2 separate regions of the Hordeum vulgare genome follow, and region 2 is linked to region 1. A link is a contact called in public Hi-C data. All regions are on one chromosome and are shown on one strand. Each heading gives the region's core, a stretch centred on a gene start, on an enhancer-like site or on the middle of the called end of the contact. The rest is flanking DNA. Distances are from core to core; before and after follow the strand shown.

Region 1 (5,406 bases), core at 1,678-4,177:
TAATCAAACTTGTAATAAATATGACAACGACTACAAGATGAGAGTATCAACATCAGATTAACAAAAGGCAAGACCAAACTTCTGGAGGGAGCTTTTAGAATGAATTTATGCCATGATTCAGGTATAAATAATCCAAATAAAATGAAATACCTTACTGAAGTAACCAGATAATAATGTGCTGTGTGGATGATCAGGTTTCACAAATGAGAAAAGCAAATCCATTAACTGTAATGCAGAAGAGAAAGAGAAATAAAATTAGCTAGAATGGTTGTAATGAAACATATCTGGCAATGTCGTCAAAAGGACAAGAAAGTTTTTACTCTAACCTCTTCATCCTCTACTAGGGTCCTCAAAATGACATCGATTTCACAAGTAAATATCTCACAAGCAATGAAAGGGAACCTGCAAGGAATGGGTAAATTTCTACGAAGGAGGAAACTCTGTCCTTAACATATAAAGGTAATGAATGTTAATAACCAATGGCATACTTGAAAGAGCGCTTTTTTTCAGCATCATCCGGAACTTCTTCAACAACATAACGAAGCAATTGTTCGACCTGGGCCTTGTCACGCAGGCTACAGAAAACATTTCAAGCATTATATGCTGGAAATACTCAAGGAACAATGGATGTCATTGCAGACAAGAAAATGAAGGCCAATATAGGTATTAACTATATCAGTCATTCATTCAACCAGGCGATTTATCACAAAAACTCAATGTGCCAATTTGGTTTGAAGGTGCAAAATACTAGTTTAATTACTTGTACTTGCTCAGAAAGCATCTGGTTTACTTCTTTGCAGGTTAATACAGATAAAAGTAAAACTAAGCATCTATTTGTAGAGGAAAATGAAAAGGGGAATAGAAACAGTTTTACCCTCCTCAAGAAAAGAGCATACTCAGAAAATAGTGATCCTTGCTTGTAAACAAAATAACTGTGTGAACTATCTATTTAGAAGAAAGCACTACTGCCAGCATTAGTGCCAAAAACAAACTGCAAATTCTGTGCAGATTTTCTTCCTATGATGGGATTAAAACTGTGCATATGCAGCAAACTATTGATAGTGGGGTGTGTGGTGTATTACAAGTGGATATAGACCCGGACAAGAAAGCCTTTTCTTAAGCACAAATGCGGTACTATTTTTAGCAAGCTATCTCTTCTACAATAGGCGGTCTGATCAATCCAAAATACTGAGGCAGGATTTGGATTTAGAGAATCAAAAAGCAATCAACCATCCCCAAACAAAGTGCTGCTGGAGGGAAATGCTAAAGTCCCATTCCGAATTCCATTAAGGTTGTATTCCTACTAAGAAACTTTGGGTTATACTCTACATCCCATTCCAGCTCGTAAGTAATCCAATTTCTGTATTAGCCTTTGAACAGCATGGGTCATGAAAGGACCAGAAAAGGAATGCAGTAGGATGATTCTATCTTTCCTATGTATGGGGCACATGATTCTCTTAAGTGCAAAAACAAATGCACTTGACTCATATATGTACACTGGTTCATATTCCCTTAACCTAATAAGCAACTTTGTTTCCTTTACAACGGTTGCAGCTATCTGAAGAGAAAAATATATAATTCTTATTTGATACTCTAGTACACAGTATGAAAATGAATAGTAAGGTTAGACGATAAATCAAACATGACACCCATGTAAACCTCAACTAATAACAGAAGCTCAAGGAAATTACAAATTTATGAGTCGGGTGTTCAGTGCTTTGCACTCTTGAATAATTTCATCCTCGTCAAGAAGTTCTTCAAGTGTAAAATTTTCCTTGTCTAGGATTGTATCCACCTGAAAAAATAATATATTAAGTTAGGTATATTCATAACCTTTGTTTCTAAAATACTATGAAAATATATAAATATATCATTGAGGATAAAAAATTATTTACATTGGTATGAAATAGTATTATATTTATCATTATTATTCATGATTGATGTGAGACATGAGATGAAATGATGGAGCCATTGAGTAAAATCATCATACAAATCCTGATACAGCTGAGTATGGATGATTGAACACAAGATTTTATGAAGGCAACTGAACACAATACCAACGAATGGAACTGGAATTGGAAAGGTACTTAGTTTTTCTCAAACATGATATTATATCGGAAGAAAATTAGTAGAAACCAAGTAGCTCATAGAGTAAGTTCATCCTAAAACAGCTTAAGTACCCAACTCATATGAATCTTCAGTTTACGATGCTAATCAAATGGTATCACACATCAGATCAGGGATTCAGTTTTAGGAACACAGCAGCTTTGCCATATGCATCCCCTGTTACACAATGATCCGAGTCCTCCCCATGGCTAACTTGCATGCAAACATAACCGAATCCAAACCGAAGGCATCTACTCCATCCCTGCAACCCGCCCCAATCATGATAAGAGCACATGCACGAGCTCGCCAATGCAAAATCACAAACCTCGCAGTCGCAGCGCACCCGAGAACAAAATAAGAGCAAGCGAGCATTATACAACCCAAGTGCGGCACCCAATCCACAGTGTCAATCTAAACAAATGGGTTCACGACCAAGCTCGCAGCCACCGCAGCACAAAGGGGCGGACGGACGAACAAACCAATCTGAGAGAGCGGAGGGGGGTGGGGGGGGGGGGGGAGCTACGAGCAGGGAACTCACGGGCGAGGCCGCGGAGAGACCGGTCATGCGCCAAAACATGGTGGCGGCGGCGGTGGATCTAGGGTTTCCGGCCCCGGGAGGCGCGAGTCCGCGGCCGAATCCGCGCGAATCCGGGCGGCGGCGGCCGGATTGGGCGACCGGGGAAGGGGGGTGGATCGGGAGAGGGGCGAGCGGATCGAATTGGGATCGCGGGGGGTGAGAGGCGCACGAGAGGAGGAAAAAACAGCACGCTTTTCTATTTGGGCTTTCCTTGGGTTTGATTTGGTTTGGAGATGGGGGATTGGAGCTGGCTCTGGCTGAGGGGCGCTGTTACTTTTGGCGACGACCGCAGATGGCGATGGGTTGAATGAATTATTTGCTCACTTGTGTTGTTAATTCCCTCCGTTGAGAAATATAACATGCTCTAACTATTTTATGAATCGTACGTATAGAATGTTTCAATATATTTATTCACTCATTTCAGTCTATATGTAGATCATATTAAAATATTTAAAACATCTTATATTTATAAACAAAGGAAGAAATTGTTAATTTTTAAGTATAAAAGAAGAACAATTTCTGAACAACGGACTTGTTTCAAATCTAGGTTAGTTTTGTCTATAGCGATATGTCTGTTGGTGGTTATTGCTTACAAACACATATTCATATGTAACACATGTATATGAAAATAGTCGATGGAACTTTATTTATCGCATAGGTTCAGTTGGTTTTAATAATGGGTCATTTCTACTTCAACTTTTAGATCGTACATACTTCTAATTTTTTAGACTACTCAAATATTGTTGCTGCAATAATTTGCTTCCTTGTGTTTTGGTGATTGATCTTATAAATAGTGTGGGACTAATGTGTTTGCTCGTGCACACAGAATGTTAAAGTTCGTGAAGTCATTCGAAACTCCAAAGATAATCTTCTCCGCGGCAGCGAAGATTATCACCGAAGATTATGTTGTCGAAAGTGACCCCCTCAAAATTGCTGATGCAAGGCAATTGATTCAATGTGTGTCCGAAGAAGTTGACGGCAGACGAGAAGTTTGAAGACGAAGCGAAGACGTAGTATTTTGTTTGGTTCTTCTTCCTTTTCTTGAGTCATGGGACCGCTACTATTAAGTGGGTGTAGTGCTCGAAGCTTACGATTCTCTAATGCTAAACCCGAAACCTAAGTAAGATGAGAAGAATCTCTTTATGCTCCGAACAAATACTTGTCAGCAAAAGATAAAGTTCTTCTTCGTTGCGGAAGTTTTGGTTCAGACCAAGGAGTTAGCATTTCTTGCCCCACAAGTAATATTTTTCGTTGTGCTCAAAAATCCGACCGTTGAAGACGTGTCAGTTGGTCATTAGCCGAGTGTTCATGTCCAAAATGATCCTTTCCCATCGGGAAGACCGCGGCTATAAATGGCCCACCCCATCAAACATTGTGAGTTGGCTGCTCCATGATATTTCAAGAAGATTAAGTGAGCACCCTCTCCCATGAGTGATTTGAGTTCAAAATCCATCAAGAGAAAATGCAAGAGCCGAAAAAATAGATAGTGGTTTAGTATCACTTGAATCTAAGTTGAGTACACTCCACCTATTACTCTTGAGAGTTGCGAACTCTTTAGACAGTTAGGTGTCAATTTCTTCAATGCCCAGGAGTAATTGTGGTTCATGAAGAAGAAGTGTGTAAAGGTCCGGAGATCACCTCAAGCATCTACCACGAGTGATCGACACTAATTGACAAATCAATCGTCGAGGAGAATAAGGCGAAGAGAGTTTATCTTCTGTGTTAAATCACAACTGAGAGAGTCCGGGGCTAAGGGGTCCTCGGGCCGCCGACCTATCTCTACGGGTCGGACTCCTGGCTACTTCGGACAACCAGCGAGATATACGAGGAAGATTCCACAAGACTTGATGATCAAGGCAATGATTCCTCTATAGTGACGTAGCCGACCAGGACTCTTGTTATCCTAGGCCTATGGTGCATTATGTAAACCGAGGCCAGACTACTCGATAGAAAATCTCATATTGAGACACATTAAGCTCATTACGGTTAGGGTTTAGACCACAACACCCGATCTCGAGATAGATCAACTTTGCACTATGTACTACATCATCAATACAACAAGAGCGTGACGTAGGGTTTTACCTCCATCAAGAGGGCTCGAACCTGGGTAAACATCGTCTCCTTCGTCCCTTGTGATCCATCGATCCAAGATCCACTGTTCGGACCCCCTACTCGAGATCAACCGATTTTGACACCGATGTTGGTGTTTTCATTGAGAGTTCTGCTATGGGATCGCCAAAGGATCGATGGCTCGTCCGCAGAGTGCAATTTTCTCTCGAAAGCAGGATCATGTTCATCGTCCCCGCCTCCTCGAGCATCGCTTTAACGTTTGCTCCAGTGGAATTGTGCGAAGTTGAGTCTAGAACAACCCTGCAAAATTTTGTCGTGTTCCGATGAAGAAATCTCTGGCGATCTCCGATATATCGAAGCCTTGTCTAATTTGGACGGGAATGTGGATGAGTTTAGGGCGAGGGGTACAGTATCCAACTCGTACATCCATTGGAAAATATCACCGTTCATTGAATGCGGAATTCCTATATCGACCACCCCTCAAAATTTCAGCATGATCTGACCGTCCAAACTCTAGAAAGTGTTCCATGAGTGCATCAATTTTTTGGATTTGTTTTCTTCGCGAAACTGAATCCGATCCGAGTTCATCTTTCTTCATGAACGGGGTTTTGTACATCCTTTTTGAAGGAATTTCTAAGGTATTATGTGTTGTT
Region 2 (5,621 bases), core at 152-2,651, 490 kb before region 1:
TTACGAAACGTAAAATTACGGTGCATTAATGTTAAAATAGAGGGGGTGAAGAATAACTATTCCTCACCCAGGATGACGAATAGCGCGGCCCTATATATATATATATATATATATATATATATATATATATATATATATATATATATATAAGTATACCGAAAACCCGTATTATCAAAGTAAATATACCAAATGTTCCTAGTTAGTTCGTATAGCTTGCATGGACGGCGTGAACCCAAGAGCATCTACACCCGGACCTGGCAAATCTGAACCCTAAAATGTCTTCACCAGACACGTCTTAAATAATGCATTCTACAACCAGATACCTCAAATTGAAAACCTCAAATCCATATTATTACATGCATGTAAAACGATCTTTAAGAACTCGTCTGACTCCACCGTGTCCATGTCCGGCGGCTGACTGCGGCCCTCATAGTGTCGGTGCGATCGCCGACGAGGTAGAGTAGGACATGAGACACTAGCCGACTCAAGAGAGTCGAGCTCCCGTCGTCTCTCATGCCTTACTCTTTCTAGTCGGAGCCCGTAACTCGGACGATGCCGATGGATGTGAGGTCGATGACGGATCCTTCCTAGGAGGAGCCTACGTCCACCACGACGTGGTTGCAGCGCCCGCGCCCGTGCATCATACGGGGTGCCGGAGAGTGTGACTCCGCCTTTCCAACGCCCACCGTCGCAAGGGCCTCCGTCGCCTCCCGCGCCTGCTGCCTCGCACGGCGGGCACACCGTGCCATGTTAGCATTCGCGGTCGCCCATGGTGCCTCCTTGACGTGTCAACGGAGGGATTGCGCGTCCGCCACGACGTTTGGACGCTAGATAGCACGCACCGCCTCCGGTGAGGCAGCGACACCGGATCCAAGCACAGGTTGTGTCGACGCAATGGATTCCCGACGTTATGAGTCCGATCGCTACTGTCGGGCGGCCGCCTCCCGGGAGCGCTGGAGCGCAAGCCGGACGACCATCTCCTCCTGAGGGTCACGTGGGATGAGCTCGTGGTCGAGGGATCTGAAGGGAAAGGACTCGGATCCGTTGCCCGTCATGCGGAAGGAGGTGAGCTTGCATGGCGGATGTGAGTGAAATGAAATGACTAGGATTTGATGCGACGAACGGATGAGGACGAATATATGTAGGGTCGATGCGGACGAGCGAAGGCCAGACGGATATGGTGGATGTGCTCGGGCACACCCTGGCGTTCTATATCCGTTCCACATTTTGATTGGATACTAGGAATGTCGATTAATCTGTACGTTTAAAACCTGTTTGAAATGCCCGGCTGGATGGAAATTTCAGGATCGGCCCGCGACCTGTCCGGCCGTACAAGGGGTATAGAAGGACAAAAGAAAAAAAAGGAAAATGAGAGGACAAGTGGAAGAGTTTCCGTGACAGAGGAAAGTGGCGGAGCAGGTCAAGTCTGACCACCATCCTTGCTGCACAATTTCTTCCTCCTCGCACCGGTACTTTACCGCGGCCCGGAAAGAAAGCTAACCAAATCGCACACCTTTGCTTTCCCCTTTCTCTTCTCCTTTTCCCCTTTCTCCCTCGGCTCCCAATTGTCTCGTCCTCTCTCCTCGTCTCTCCTTCACCACCTGCCAGTCCGTGTGCTTGACCAGATAGAGGGAGGGCTCTTGAGGTTGTCTAGATCCCTTCTTTCTCCAATCCGGGGCAGCGTAGCTTTCAAGCTGGCCGCCGACTCCAAGATTGCGGACCGGCGTGCATTTCTTCCTTTCCAGTAAGTCCGTCGAGCAGGCTAGAGTTAAATCGAGGCTATTCTTTAGGTGTATTATTATTTTGCCTCAGTTCGTGTTAGCTGAATCTTGATGTTTGGATCAACCCTTCTGTGTGCCAGATATTGATGTAGGAGCGGGCTATCTGCGAGGATGTGAGAGTGGTTGTTGCGGAGGAGAAGGAGCGATTTCTTTTCTTGTTTCGGCGGGGTTGCTAGGAATCAACAGCCGGACTGTTGGATGCTCTCTGGAATTTCGACTGAGGCCCCCGATTTGGGATTTCCTTTCAGCTGGTGCTGCAATCTGCATTATTTAAGTTTGTTGGCGGCAGATGGGTTGCAGGCACTCCAAAGTGGAGGACGAGGAGGCGGTGAGGAGATGCAGGGACAGGAGGAAGCTCATGAAGCAACTCGTGCGCCGCCGTGTCGACCTTGCAGCTGCACACATTACCTACCTGCAGGCTCTCCGCAACACAGGAGCCACTCTCCGGCAATTCGCCGAGGTGGAGACTGCATCGTCGCACCAGTCCCTTCCAGTCGCCGCCTCACCACCTCCTCCTCCTCCTCCTCCCCCTCCGCCGCCACCACCGCCTCCGGCATACTCTGTGACTTCTTCCATGCCACCACACTCCGTGACATCCTCAATGCCGCCATCACCACTCCCCCCACCACTCATACCGTTTAGTCCGATAAGGATAAGAAAGAGGGAGAAGAGAGATGGTGAACTCGACGGGGATGATTCCACGGATGAAGACGACGACACTGACAGCTGCTCAACGCCTCTGCCCCCACCGCCGCCGCCCGGTATGGAGTGGGAGTACACGGACCCAATCACCATGCGTCCCTTGTATTTTCTTCCATCTTCGTTGGCTGATCAGGACGATAAAGAAGTGGCCTCACAGGTCAGCATGGATGACGATTGGGTGGAAACAAACATAGAATTTGATGAACAAGATGAAAGCGTCTCTCGCAATGCTGATGGCGTTGTTAGGCGTATGGAATTGCATCCAGCAAAGAGCAGGGTTCTGGGTGATGAAAACTCATCAATGGTGAGCAGCTGGGTAACAAAGGACTCAGACTCTTCGGTTATGGCCTGGGCGAATGACAAGTCACTGGTAGAAATAGCCAAGGAGATTGATGAGTACTTCTTGAAAGCAGCCGCAAGTGGGACTGATGTTGTTATACTTTTGGATTCTGCTACCGGGCGGCTAGATCCTTCAGAGGTGCAAGTAAAGAAAGGTAATGTATTTAGTTTTTCTCATCCATATAGCACCCTTGATATTTGTTTAGATGCGGTAATGTATTTAGTTTTTCTCATCCATATAGCACCCTTGATATTTGTTTAGATGCCACTTACTAACTTCAACTCTAGCCTATTCGCAAAATAATAATAATAAAACTTATACTCTAGACTCTTATGATGCATATGTACTATGAAGTATGTCAACCTTCTTGTGATCTTGTCTATGTATTGTTTGATTCTCCAAGTGTTATGCATCAAGTATACACCAACACATTGCAAAGCAATAGGTAATGGCAGTAGGAGTTCTATATTTTGGGATCAACGACATTCCAAACGCCTCTCTATTACCTTTAACAAACCATCACTTCCTGAGGAATACCGTTTGTTGTTCTATGTGCAGGAAAAAATTCGAAGTCTGCCAAGGTTTTCTCTACACTTTCTTGGAGTTGGTCATTCAAGTCTGTGCATGCTAACAGAGAATCCTCAAGTGATGCTTGTGGATACGGTTATCATGGGAAAACACTAGATAAGCTTTATGACGAGGAGCAAAAACTCTATCAGTTAGTTAAGGTGCACTATGGGAGTCTTAAGCATTATTTTGATTTGGTCTATGTTCACCGAAATGCATTGCACAATACACTCAAGGATTGAGATTAGAGCTTATAGCTTGTGTCTTAGATTTTGATGAATCATTTATTGTTTAGGAAACTTTTGTTATCTCTATCAAGGGAAATTGATGCATCATGAATAAATGTCGACTTGTTACCTTATGTTGCCAGAAGGACACATTGTTGACTGTCCTATATTGCAGGATGAAGAATTTGCAAGGCTCGAATACAGAAAGTACAGTTCATTGCTACAGAAGCTAGAATCAGGGGAGCATGATAGGCTGCAAGCAGAGAAAGTTCGGGATATTATCGAAGAACTGCAAACTCGGATAATGTCCTTAGAGGAAGCTGTAAGTTTGAAATGTTTGACCATATCAAAGCTCAGGGATGAGGAGCTATATCCTCAGGTTATTGAATTAGCTGCAGGGTGAGCTCTGAAAATTCGTGAACTAGCATATCCAATATAGTTCAAAAGCTTATATTTTTACTAGTATCATGCTATTTATGTGAGCGTTTATTTTCATGTCGGTTTTCTCTTCTGACACGCTTATTTTCCTTCCTTGTGACTCAGGCTTGTACATATGTGGAGAAACATGTACGAGTGCCATAAGGTTCAGAACCATATCGCCCAGCAAGCCAGTCTCCTTGGCAACCAACCTGGGAGTGAGCCGACGACTGACTCCCATTACTATGCAACATCTCAGTTGGAAGGCGAAATCTCTGCATGGCAGAATTCTTTCTGTAATCTGATCACCTTGCAGCGTGAGTATGTAACTATCCTTAACCAATGGATTGGACTCACCGATTGTCTTCCTGATAATGACGGCTTCATGAGAAGTTCATCTGGAATCCGTAGCCTCTGTGGGGAACTCGAGCACGCTCTTGAGAAGTTACCTGACAAGGTAGAGTAAAACCAACATGATATATTCTTTCAGAGTTTTGTCTGTTACTGCGAAATCAAGCTTTGCGGGTGGTTTTGGTTGAACATTCATCATACATATTTGGACGATGAACCTTCCATTCGTACCATATATGAATAATCATACATACTCTTTTTTCACATGCTGGTTTTTATTTGACCTGTCTTCCCCTTTCTTTAATTAATGAATGTTCCCTTCTTTTTTATGTATAAACAGGTAGCTGCAGAAGCAATAAAAGCTTTTCTGTCAGTCATACACTCTATCGTTATACAGCAGGCTGAGGAGCGTCAGCTGAAGAAAAAGTCGGACAGCATCGAGAGCAAGTTCCACGCCCAGCTGGAGAAACACAGCGAAAACGCAATGCAGAGCTCAGGCCAGGTTTCGCACGCCAGGAGCTACTCAGTATCAAAGGACGACTCGAAGCTGGATGTGTTCAGAAAGAAGGTCGAGGAGGAGAAGGCCAGGTACCTCAATTCCTTGAGGACCAGTCGAGCCATGACGCTGAACCATCTTCAGACGAGCCTCCCGAACGTGTTCCATGCCCTGACGGGGTTCTCAGGAGTCTGCGTGCAGGTGTTTGAAGGCATCAGCCGATGCAGCGAAGCTGCTGCTGTTGCGAGCCACTCAGGAGTGGCTTCGCCCGCCGTCTCTTCCTTTGATGATCATCCGCTGTAAGTAGAGGCAGAGTATAGGCCGGTTCCACGTGAATACCCTTCTCCAGAAACCACCTTTGTCAAAGAAAATTTAGCCATGATTTACATTTCAAAAGTCAGTACAGGTGTCTGGACAGATCAGTCCCAGGCCGAGAAGAGGTTAGTGATAGGAAAGGATTCCTGTATGATTGAAAGCTTGAATAGCAGTCTAACATTTGTGATGCTCTGTTTTCACTGTTATACTTCCACTACCATAAGGACCCAGAGGTTGATCTTTGTTGGATCGCAGCCGACGAAGTCCATTGTTTTCCTTGCTACCATGGTAGTATGATGCAGTGGTCAGGTCGGGAGGATGATTTTCTTTTGTCTTTTTCTTCGAAAATGAGGTTGAAAACCCTTTCTGCATCATTGTGATGTACACTGACATCTTTATTAAAGTTGATGTAAAGCGGTGAGGCT

What was found. Hi-C and Micro-C count contacts between places; a contact is called where the count stands out from the background.
Region 2: a Hi-C map of leaf shows a contact between it and region 1, with 5 times the contacts expected there. The contact joins the promoter of LOC123443784 here to the promoter of LOC123443782 in region 1. A contact is called at or near these places in 3 of 6 Hi-C or Micro-C datasets (all in leaf).

Annotation. Positions count from the first base shown.
Region 1 is chr3H:335,840,521-335,845,926 of MorexV3_pseudomolecules_assembly, reverse strand. It overlaps LOC123443782 (serine/threonine-protein phosphatase 6 regulatory subunit 3-like), which reads right to left and starts at 2,927. Exons shown (of 19, transcript XM_045120310.1): 1 at 2,645-2,927; 2 at 1,692-1,795; 3 at 489-575; 4 at 327-402; 5 at 151-225. The coding sequence starts at 2,683.
Region 2 is chr3H:336,324,359-336,329,979 of MorexV3_pseudomolecules_assembly, reverse strand. LOC123443784 (protein ALTERED PHOSPHATE STARVATION RESPONSE 1-like) reads left to right here and starts at 1,401. Exons shown (of 6, transcript XM_045120311.1): 1 at 1,401-1,744; 2 at 1,862-2,977; 3 at 3,382-3,551; 4 at 3,793-4,016; 5 at 4,161-4,491; 6 at 4,726-5,383. The coding sequence starts at 2,071. The coding sequence ends at 5,184.